Linked DNA regions of Anser cygnoides: regions 1 and 2 are each linked to region 3. Evidence: chromatin contacts called from public Hi-C data. All regions are on one chromosome and are shown on one strand. Each heading gives the region's core, a stretch centred on a gene start, on an enhancer-like site or on the middle of the called end of the contact. The rest is flanking DNA. Distances are from core to core; before and after follow the strand shown. Region 1 has its middle 14 kb from the start of MTDH. Region 2 overlaps CPQ (carboxypeptidase Q). Region 3 has its middle 33 kb from the start of PTDSS1.

Region 1 (2,748 bases), core at 189-2,688, 400 kb before region 3:
AAAAAATACCACAGCCACCACTTCACAGCACATCTTGACCAGCAAACAACAAAGTTTCCTTTACTACACTAGAAGTAAATGCATCACAAGAGCAGATCGGTGAATGAAACGGGAAGAAAAGATAACGTGTTCAAGTAATGTGAAGATACCTAGCCTTCTGCCCATGCCTCATACATAGTCCACTGAGATGTGCATTCCATATTGCTCAAGGAATCTTGAAATAAATGATGGCTGGGAAAATTCAGTCTGACAGATTTCTCAAGCCAGCGCTAATCTCTATTTCTTCTCTCCTAGCTCCCCATCTAGTCTTTATTCCTCAGCTTCCCCATTCACAATGATTTCCAATCTCTTCCTTTAGATTCTTCATGCAATCTCAGCTTCTAGTCCACGCATCTTCTCCTAGACATTTCTCACTATTTCCACCATATCTGACCATTAATTAAAACCATCTCTTTTTCATACCCCCTTCCTGACAACATGTTGTTCAATCTCAGACTCCTCCAGACCCTTATCTGAATCCTCTCTCAAACTAGATCTTGAATCTGCCCACTTCAGCCTTTTATCTTCCATGAATATTGCACCTTGGCAGCTTTTCCAGCTTTCCTTTCTCATGCTGCAGCTGCCATGCCATGCCATGCCTTGCCACCCATACCACGGCCTGAGCAGCTCCGCTTTCTCTCTCCCATCACCACCGAGACCCAATGCTGACTGCTGAGAGACTACAAGACTGACTGAGGGACTACAGGGGTACAGCCTTGCTTTCAGATCGCATGCCCAGACTTCATCCAGCAACAGCTCAGAAACAGTAACGTGGGGAAAGTCCGGGGGGCAGCCGAAGACTGGAGCCTGCTGGGGTGGATGGGGTCTTGGAGAGTTTAATTCAAAACTGGGGTCTCTACTGAAAACATCTGCTATGCACAGGCTCCAAGTTTTATAATGTGGCCAAATTTTGGTAAAATTTCATGAGGATAGCAGGAAGTTAATCTCCAATAAATAGGCCACCCAGCTTGCAAACAGGAAGTCCCTGTACCAAAGGATGACTGCACTGCAGCTATTCAGAGAAAAGCCTGCCAGAATTTTTTAACGTGGTCAAAACAATGTATTTTTTTTTTCCTCAGTTGTGTTTTCAGAAACAGCTGAAAGCTTTTCACTGAAGTTTTCCAGAAGATTGTCCCGAGGCAAACATCCAGCATGGAAAATTCCAGACTGAACAATTAGTGCGTAGCAAAAGTGTATGCAACTGATAACAAGCCTGTGGGTTGGGAAATTTTGGGTAATTGTCCTAGCAGTCAGTGCCACCAGTTCAACTGCAACCCACTCGTGTATTAGCCAGGTAGTACACCACTGCTCACCGAAGAGCAGCAAAGGCAATGTGCTATCTCTTTTAGCTCGGAGGTGGTTATACCCTTTCTCTCCATCCATTCACATCATGGAAATATGAATTCGAGGTCTAACTGGAACAGTTTCAAATGCACTACGAAGCACAGCCAAACAATGCTGTTCTGTCAAAATCCCCGAGAAATTTAATGCAAAAGTCTATCTATGTGCAATATAGATGTGTGTAACAGCAGCCATCTGTATTATTAATAATGTGACAGGAACGTTGGACTTGATTCCCTTTTTTAAAAGTTTTATCACCAAGGTTAAATTAAATGCCTTATTTCTTATGTAAAAAAGGGAGAGAAGACTGAGGCCCTTTTCTCTTTGAATGTGCAGTATTGGTGTATGCTGTTAACACTATTTCTGGCAAATACTTGCGGAATGGATAGAGGAGGATTGTTCTGTCAAAATGCTATGAATACAAACGTGTTTTTAGTGGGGTTTATGAGCTAAAATGAGTGCAGTGTGGGATCCTGCACAGAGCAATGGGCCAGGGCTTAGACCGAGTCTCCAGTCCTCTTCCATGGATTGCGCTGTAAATCGTTTCTCTTCTGTGGCTCATTTACCCTCTGGTAAATAACATCTAAAGGTCTCTGTTGTGCCACAGATTAAGTTTCAATTTCTCAGATTCTTCCAGAATCCTATTCGTTCAGTTTTCCTACCTTTGGCCACCTGACCAAATCGTGCCAGCCTCGTCAGTGCTAGAAAACATCCTTCCAGCAGGTGGCAGATATTGCTTATCCAATGTAACCCTGACATCCAGTTCAGGATGTCAGCTATGGGACCTGGAACATCGATAAAAGCAGGAGCTAAAACCTGAATAACACATCCTCAAGATACATGTGTTTCAAAAATATATTAAGTAGCTTGATTAAAGGGTACCATATTTCTTATGTGTTAGGTCAATTCCTAGATGTATACTTTTCTTTCTTTATGATTACTTTCCTAAAGCCTCTTTGGAAAAAAAAAAATATTTAACTGAAACAACAATAAGTGATTTAGCTGTTCAAAACCAACTTTTCTCACTTGGCATGTGTTTATGACATCCGAATACTAACATTTCCTGTTACTGAATCACGTGAATTGCTACCTATAATGCAAATCAGTGTCTGAATTCTTTCAGACCAGAATTCAGCTGGGCATTTTTTAACAGAAGCACCTCATACGAGTCTGGCCAAAATATAGCAAATTTCAAACCCTGATGTGCTTCACAGTAAATGTTGAAATCGAGTCTATTTTTACTGCCATTCTTCCTACTGTACTCATTAGTTCCCTCTCTCCTTTTTGTAAGTCCAGATAGTCAGAGGAGTTATAGTAAAGTTCACCTCATGACATAAGAAGCTGATAGAGAGCTCTAATTTCAGTGCC
Region 2 (2,880 bases), core at 96-2,595, 300 kb before region 3:
CGAGGGGTTCCCATGAATGCCTGCCTGCAAGCAGGCAGGGGGTTGCTGATGCCATAATTATCTTGAAATGGCTGCATTGCTTTTTTTATTGGATTAGCATTAAAAGCCCAAATATGAGCTTTCTGTGGGATGCTTCTGTGTAATTAGATGCTAGAAGACATGTAAATGTATATCTGCCGGGGCAGGAGCTAACTCAATCCGTCATTTATAAGCAAGCAACAGGGTCGCTTTGTTGTCCCGGGATTGCACAGTGTCACCAAGCGAGCCCTAAGCTGGGTCTTGGGGCTGCCAGTGAGCACAGGTCCATTTAGGGTCACTTATGACAGGGGCTGAACACAGGATAAATACCCATCTGACAAAAGCCATGTTTGAAAATATGTTTATTGTGTCAGATTTCATGAGCAGTAGCTATTTCTCCATTCAAGCTGAATGATAGCATTCAGCTTGCACACTTACTCATCCTGACAGCTAACAAGATAAACATGTCAGCGTGTGATTTGCCAAATATTTTCCCGTGGAATTCAGGCAGGAGTTGCCAAAGGAGCTGGCTTTTGGCAGGGGATCGCTGCACTCCAGCATACACACACGCAGCATGCATGGCAAGCAAAACACGCACCACCAAATCCACTAGGGATGTTTTCCTGGTGCACTTCGACTCTGCCCACCATGGCACTCTCCTGACCCATTATAAAGCTCCAGAAATCCTGATTTTGCTGCACAGAAAAATTGCACGGGGAAGATCTGCTGTTCCTGCAGGTTTAGCAGGTGCCAGGAGCTGGACAATGTTCATTATACCTTGGCAGCAGAGGCTTCAAAGGGCAGCGCTGGCAAGTCCCGAATTGGCTTTGCCTTTCATTGCAGGGCAGTTCTTCCCGGAGACTGAGCTGGCGACCTTTATCAGAGCGAGTTTTATTTACAGATTGGGAAATGGCAGAATGTCCTTTAAGATGAAAGAAATCAAAACACAAGAGAAAAGAAAGATTTTGCAGGAGCAAAAGCTCTGACAGGAGATCTGTTTGGAGAAGTCTGTATAAACAGACCTGTTGGGCTGATATCTCATATTTTAGCCACAGCTCGTTGGAGCCTTTAGGTTGATAATGAAGGGACTTTTAGGCTTTGGACTCCCCAGTGCATCTGTCTTTTAATAATAATGCAGCTATTTCCTCACACACTTTCAGCTGACTACAGTGCACTTGTCCCATCCGCTTGGTTTTGTGTTCCCTCTCTGCTCTGTTACCAGCACGTAACACTCACTGCCTCAGTATTTTTTACCTTGAAGATGCTCAGAAGTGTTTTGCAGCCTCCTGGCCTCTTCCAGGTGTCTATTCCCACCTATGAATGAAGACTGATTCCTCCATTGCTAATAAGAGCCTTTGCGTGAAGAACAGAAACATCTCACAGCACAAGGCATGCCAGGGAGCCAACCAGGACCTTGACAGCCCGGCTCATTGCCCCAAATCCCCTTTGCAGCCCAAGCTGTGCCCTAGGTCTCCAACCTGGAAGCTGGGCACTGCAATGCTGCAGTTCCCAGTGAAACCCAGGGGAAGGGCCCACTGCTCTCCCCAGCCAGCGTTGGGGATGCTCAGGAGAGCAGGCTCCCCTCCTCCGCATCCCTCAGGATGTCAGCATGAGGCTAGTGGCAAAAGCTGAGAGGGCTCCAGAAAAGCCCAGGAAAAGGTGTGATATAAGGAGACCTCTTTCTGTACCTGGCTGTGCTAGAGCAAGAGGTTCTCCTCTCCTGAGCCGCCTCCTATAGACAGCACTGGGCTGGTGGGAAAGCCCCTGACTTTCCCTTTCATGCCATACCCTCACAGCAACTCGCTATGTTTTAAGCCGAATCTACTGCACCAAAACTTTTACTTAAAGATATTTAAGTAGCAGCACACAACTCTGTGTTATACCAAGGGTAACAAGGGTAAATTATGATTCACTTAAAGCTCAACTCTTCTCAAGATGCAAATCTCCTATAAGTGCTGCTGCTGGTCAACAACGGATCCACCTTTCAGGCAACCCACAGACATGGAGCCATCCATATTAGTCACGTAACAGTGAAGGTTCCTGCCATCCTATAAACACGAAATAAAGACAGTTTGCATTTCTACAAATTCTACATGACTTGAGCCTGATAACTCAACTGGGAGGTGTCCCCCATTAAGGCAGACAGGAATTCAGGTCAACCAGTTGCCCGTGGCCACGCAGGAGAGAATGGAGCAGAGGTGAACAGGGGATTCCTGGCCACCAGGCTGAGCTCTCCACCTATGTCTCCCTCCACCTCCAATGGACCATCCATACTGAGAAAATATCAGATATCTGGGTGCTAAAGTGCTGGGTGAAATAAGAATGTGGGCAGTCCATAAGGATCTCCTATTTCCCAGTGCTAGTTAGTTTGGTTTTGCTTAGCTTGCTTCTGAAATACTTCATCAGCACTTTAGTGGAAGGCACTTTTCAAAAGAACTCACCCCCCGCTGCACTTGTGACAGTCCTAAAAAGAAACACTGCTCTGATTCCTTGCTTGTACGGCTTCCCTCCAACCCATGCTGTGTCCCACCCATCAGCTCAAGTTCTTGCCACCCTACCCCAAAGCCACGTCCCCACCCTGACCCGTCTTTGCTGTGGCTGCACAGTAAGAATGCCCCTGCAGTGTCCCAGAGGCCAAACCCAACACATTGTCTTCACCGTGCTCTTGAGGGTATCGTGACAGAATCTGCCCTTTTGGCTTTCCCTTTGCAGACTGCCTGCAGGAAACATGCTCCCTCCACTACCACATGGATGCCCAGGTGATGTTCCCTCCACAGAAGTGATGTGTGAGCTACTACACTGTGGTCACAGCTACAAATCAGAAGATGCCAGAATTGGCTGGCTCAGCAAGGCTACCCACCA
Region 3 (2,700 bases), core at 116-2,615:
GTAACACAGCTAAATAAAACGAAGACCAGAATAGAAATGGGGGTGGTGTCACCTCACTCCTGTTTCGTTTTTGTGTAGTACAGCGTGTTTTCATCTGTAGGGATTAAGAAATGTGGATAACATTTTTGGATTTACTACAGAAGCACTTTTTTTTTAGCGAGTCCCATGATAATTTTGTGGTTACAGCCTGGGAACTGAAGATCTGGGATCTTACTCTAATCTTTGTCTTCAGCTTCCTGAGGAAACATAGACAAGTCACTTACCCTTTGTCCCCGTTTCTGATCTTCAACGTGAACTTACTGACCCCCCCCCATCAATGTTGCAATGTCCTATGCATTGTTTCAGAGAAATTCCTTTGACATTGGAGTGGTGCAAGGAAAAAAAAAAAAAAAAAAAGTACAGCATGAAAGGTCGTTAGTGGTAATGACGTTACTGCTGTGGAAAGCAATGGGCCCCAATGAACAACACAAGCTGCCTGGACCTGGAGTCAACAAGGGGAACACTTCAGCCTGAGATGTTTTGGGTTGTTTAGAGAACATCGCCAGGAAATCGCATTTCAGCTCTAACGCAGCTGGTTTCTCCGCCCCGATCTCCGTGCCACCACTCCAAATGCACTTGAAACGTGGGCAAACGGAACATGCAGATCCGGATTTGTGATCCAAGTACAGCAAAGTCAGCTAGTGGGCAGAGCCACGAATGTTCAACGAGTTCCAAGCACCATTTTGCATCACCTGCTGCTCGTACAGCACAGAGCGGAGAAAAAAAACCAGCACCAACCCTAAATGTCTCTGCTAATTCAATACAAGGTCCTAGTTTTCTTCCAGATCATTTATTTAATTAATGGAAATGTTCCCTTTAGTGGTACTTTTCACCATGTTCTTTTTCCTGTCCATTGAGAGCTTTGTGAAAGCAAGTACTGAAGTCAGGCTACAAGGACACCACTACAGGTTTCTACTGGTGGTGACCCTGTACAGAGGAGATTCAGAAAAGCAAGGACATCATGTTTTGTCCCAAGGAATGAGAGCTGTAATTTCTTCCCCCAGCTCCCCACAGGCAAGTTAAACGATCTAGACTTCTTTTTCTCTAGGTCAATAGGAACATCTCAAAGCTGACAGACAGAAGTCATGGTAAATGGTACAAGTCAGGTGCCCCATTGAGGTTTGGGACTGAAAGGATTTTCGAAACCTTTAAAATAAATGCTCGATGACAACTGACTCTTATTGGAAAAATGGAAATTCTTTGGGGATGGCATGAAGTCCTGAACGCCCACTGAACTCTTCCAAATTCTGAGCCACATAAAGACGCGAGGCAATATTGATCTGCACAGCGGCTTCCCTTTCCCAAACCAGGCTGCAGGGAGGAGAGACGGGCTCATCTGAGCAAGCAGACGAGCTCAGAGCTTCGCTGCAACAGGCTGAAACGGAGGCGAGCCTGGTGCGGCAGCGCTCCTGGGAGCAGAAACCAAACCACCCCTTCCAACAGCGGTCACCCTGTCCCACCTCGATGCCCTGCACAAAGGGCAGCGGTAAGAGGAGGAGAGCCAGAAGAGCCCTGCCCAGGGCTTCAGCCCAAAGATCTTCTGCAGAGAGCAGAGCTTCCTGCAAACAGGGAAGGTACTGGGACAACAAATTGGTAGTCTGTACGCTTGGTAGCAACCAAAATAGAAGTCTTTCTCTCGCTTATTCTCCGAAGACAAGAGCTATCATTTCACGTTTTAATTAAAAGCCTCCCCAAAGCTACTCATTTGATTTTATTTTGCTTTGGTTGTTCTGCAGCAAGTTTGACAACACGGGCACTTTGCAGGCCTGCTTGTCTGGCACATGTAATTAAAGTCAACAGGAGTTACGAAGCCTTTAAAACTGAGCCAGGGTGGCTAAAGCTGGCAGCCCAAAATTAGAAGCAACGTTTGAAAATCCAGGTCCCATTCTCTGTGTTTGTGTTACAGCAGCACCTAGAGGCTGCCGCTCGGATTCGTGTCCATCCTCCTGGACACTGTGTGCATACAGACAGACTTGGACGCCTTCAAGCACCCAGACACACAGTAGTCACTGTCACAGAGGCTACACTCAATCAGGCTGAGCGTTTTGATGAGATGGCTCACCTGATAGATATATATGTACATACACGAGAGCATTTTATGCATTTTTTTTTTTTAAGCAAAACCCACTGAAACACTGAATTGGAGGGCACAGCAATTGCAGAACATACTCTGGATGACATCCATAGGAATGCTACTGCTGTAAATTCCCCTACTCCAAAACGCATTAAATAAGCTATCCAGTTATTTCACGATCATCTGCAAGCCGAGATCCATGAAAACTATGAAAATTAAATCCATGTGTATGCTTAGTATAGTCTGGCACTTACGTTGTTGCTGATTATAGGAATTCAATGTTTACAATTTACATTCTTTCCCAGACTTTTTTTTTTCCCCCAAATTGAAGTAAAAACTCCCTTGGCCTTATCATAATACAATTTAGACTGCTGAGGGCAGCACGAGTGCTCCTGTGTGAGAGAAGCGAAGTCCAAGCATGAGACACCGATCCTGGTCTGAGCAATGAAGGAAACACAAGATAGGATCCAAGTTAAAGATATAGAAAGGAGCTGGGAAAAAATGATTGCTACCGAACATTTCCAAAGCCCTTTGAGATAACCACGGCTTGGACTCTTCTTTAAAGCATGAAGAAGGTTGATACATTT

The links. A called contact is a pair of places that touch in the nucleus more often than the background predicts.
Region 1: a contact with region 3 is called in a Hi-C map of fetal liver, with 2.8 times the contacts expected there. The contact joins two enhancer-like sites. A contact is called at or near these places in 4 of 7 Hi-C or Micro-C datasets (fetal liver, granulosa cells and liver).
Region 2: a Hi-C map of liver shows a contact between it and region 3, with 2.4 times the contacts expected there. The contact joins two enhancer-like sites. A contact is called at or near these places in 2 of 7 Hi-C or Micro-C datasets (both in liver).

The regions. Positions count from the first base shown.
Region 1 is chr2:140,194,716-140,197,463 of Taihu_goose_T2T_genome, reverse strand. No RefSeq gene overlaps it. Among named protein-coding and RNA genes, the nearest start is that of MTDH, 14 kb to the left of the region's middle. Within about 2 kb of position 1,438, at least 2 of the 3 cell types and tissues checked have open chromatin away from gene starts, as enhancers often do. A contact at or near this core is called in fetal liver and liver, where this site is marked.
Region 2 is chr2:140,095,421-140,098,300 of Taihu_goose_T2T_genome, reverse strand. All of the region lies in intron 7 of CPQ (carboxypeptidase Q), which reads right to left. Among named protein-coding and RNA genes, the nearest start is that of MTDH, 110 kb to the left of the region's middle. Within about 2 kb of position 1,345, at least 2 of the 3 cell types and tissues checked have open chromatin away from gene starts, as enhancers often do. A contact at or near this core is called in liver, where this site is marked.
Region 3 is chr2:139,796,211-139,798,910 of Taihu_goose_T2T_genome, reverse strand. No RefSeq gene overlaps it. Among named protein-coding and RNA genes, the nearest start is that of PTDSS1, 33 kb to the right of the region's middle. Within about 2 kb of position 1,365, at least 2 of the 3 cell types and tissues checked have open chromatin away from gene starts, as enhancers often do. A contact at or near this core is called in fetal liver and liver, where this site is marked.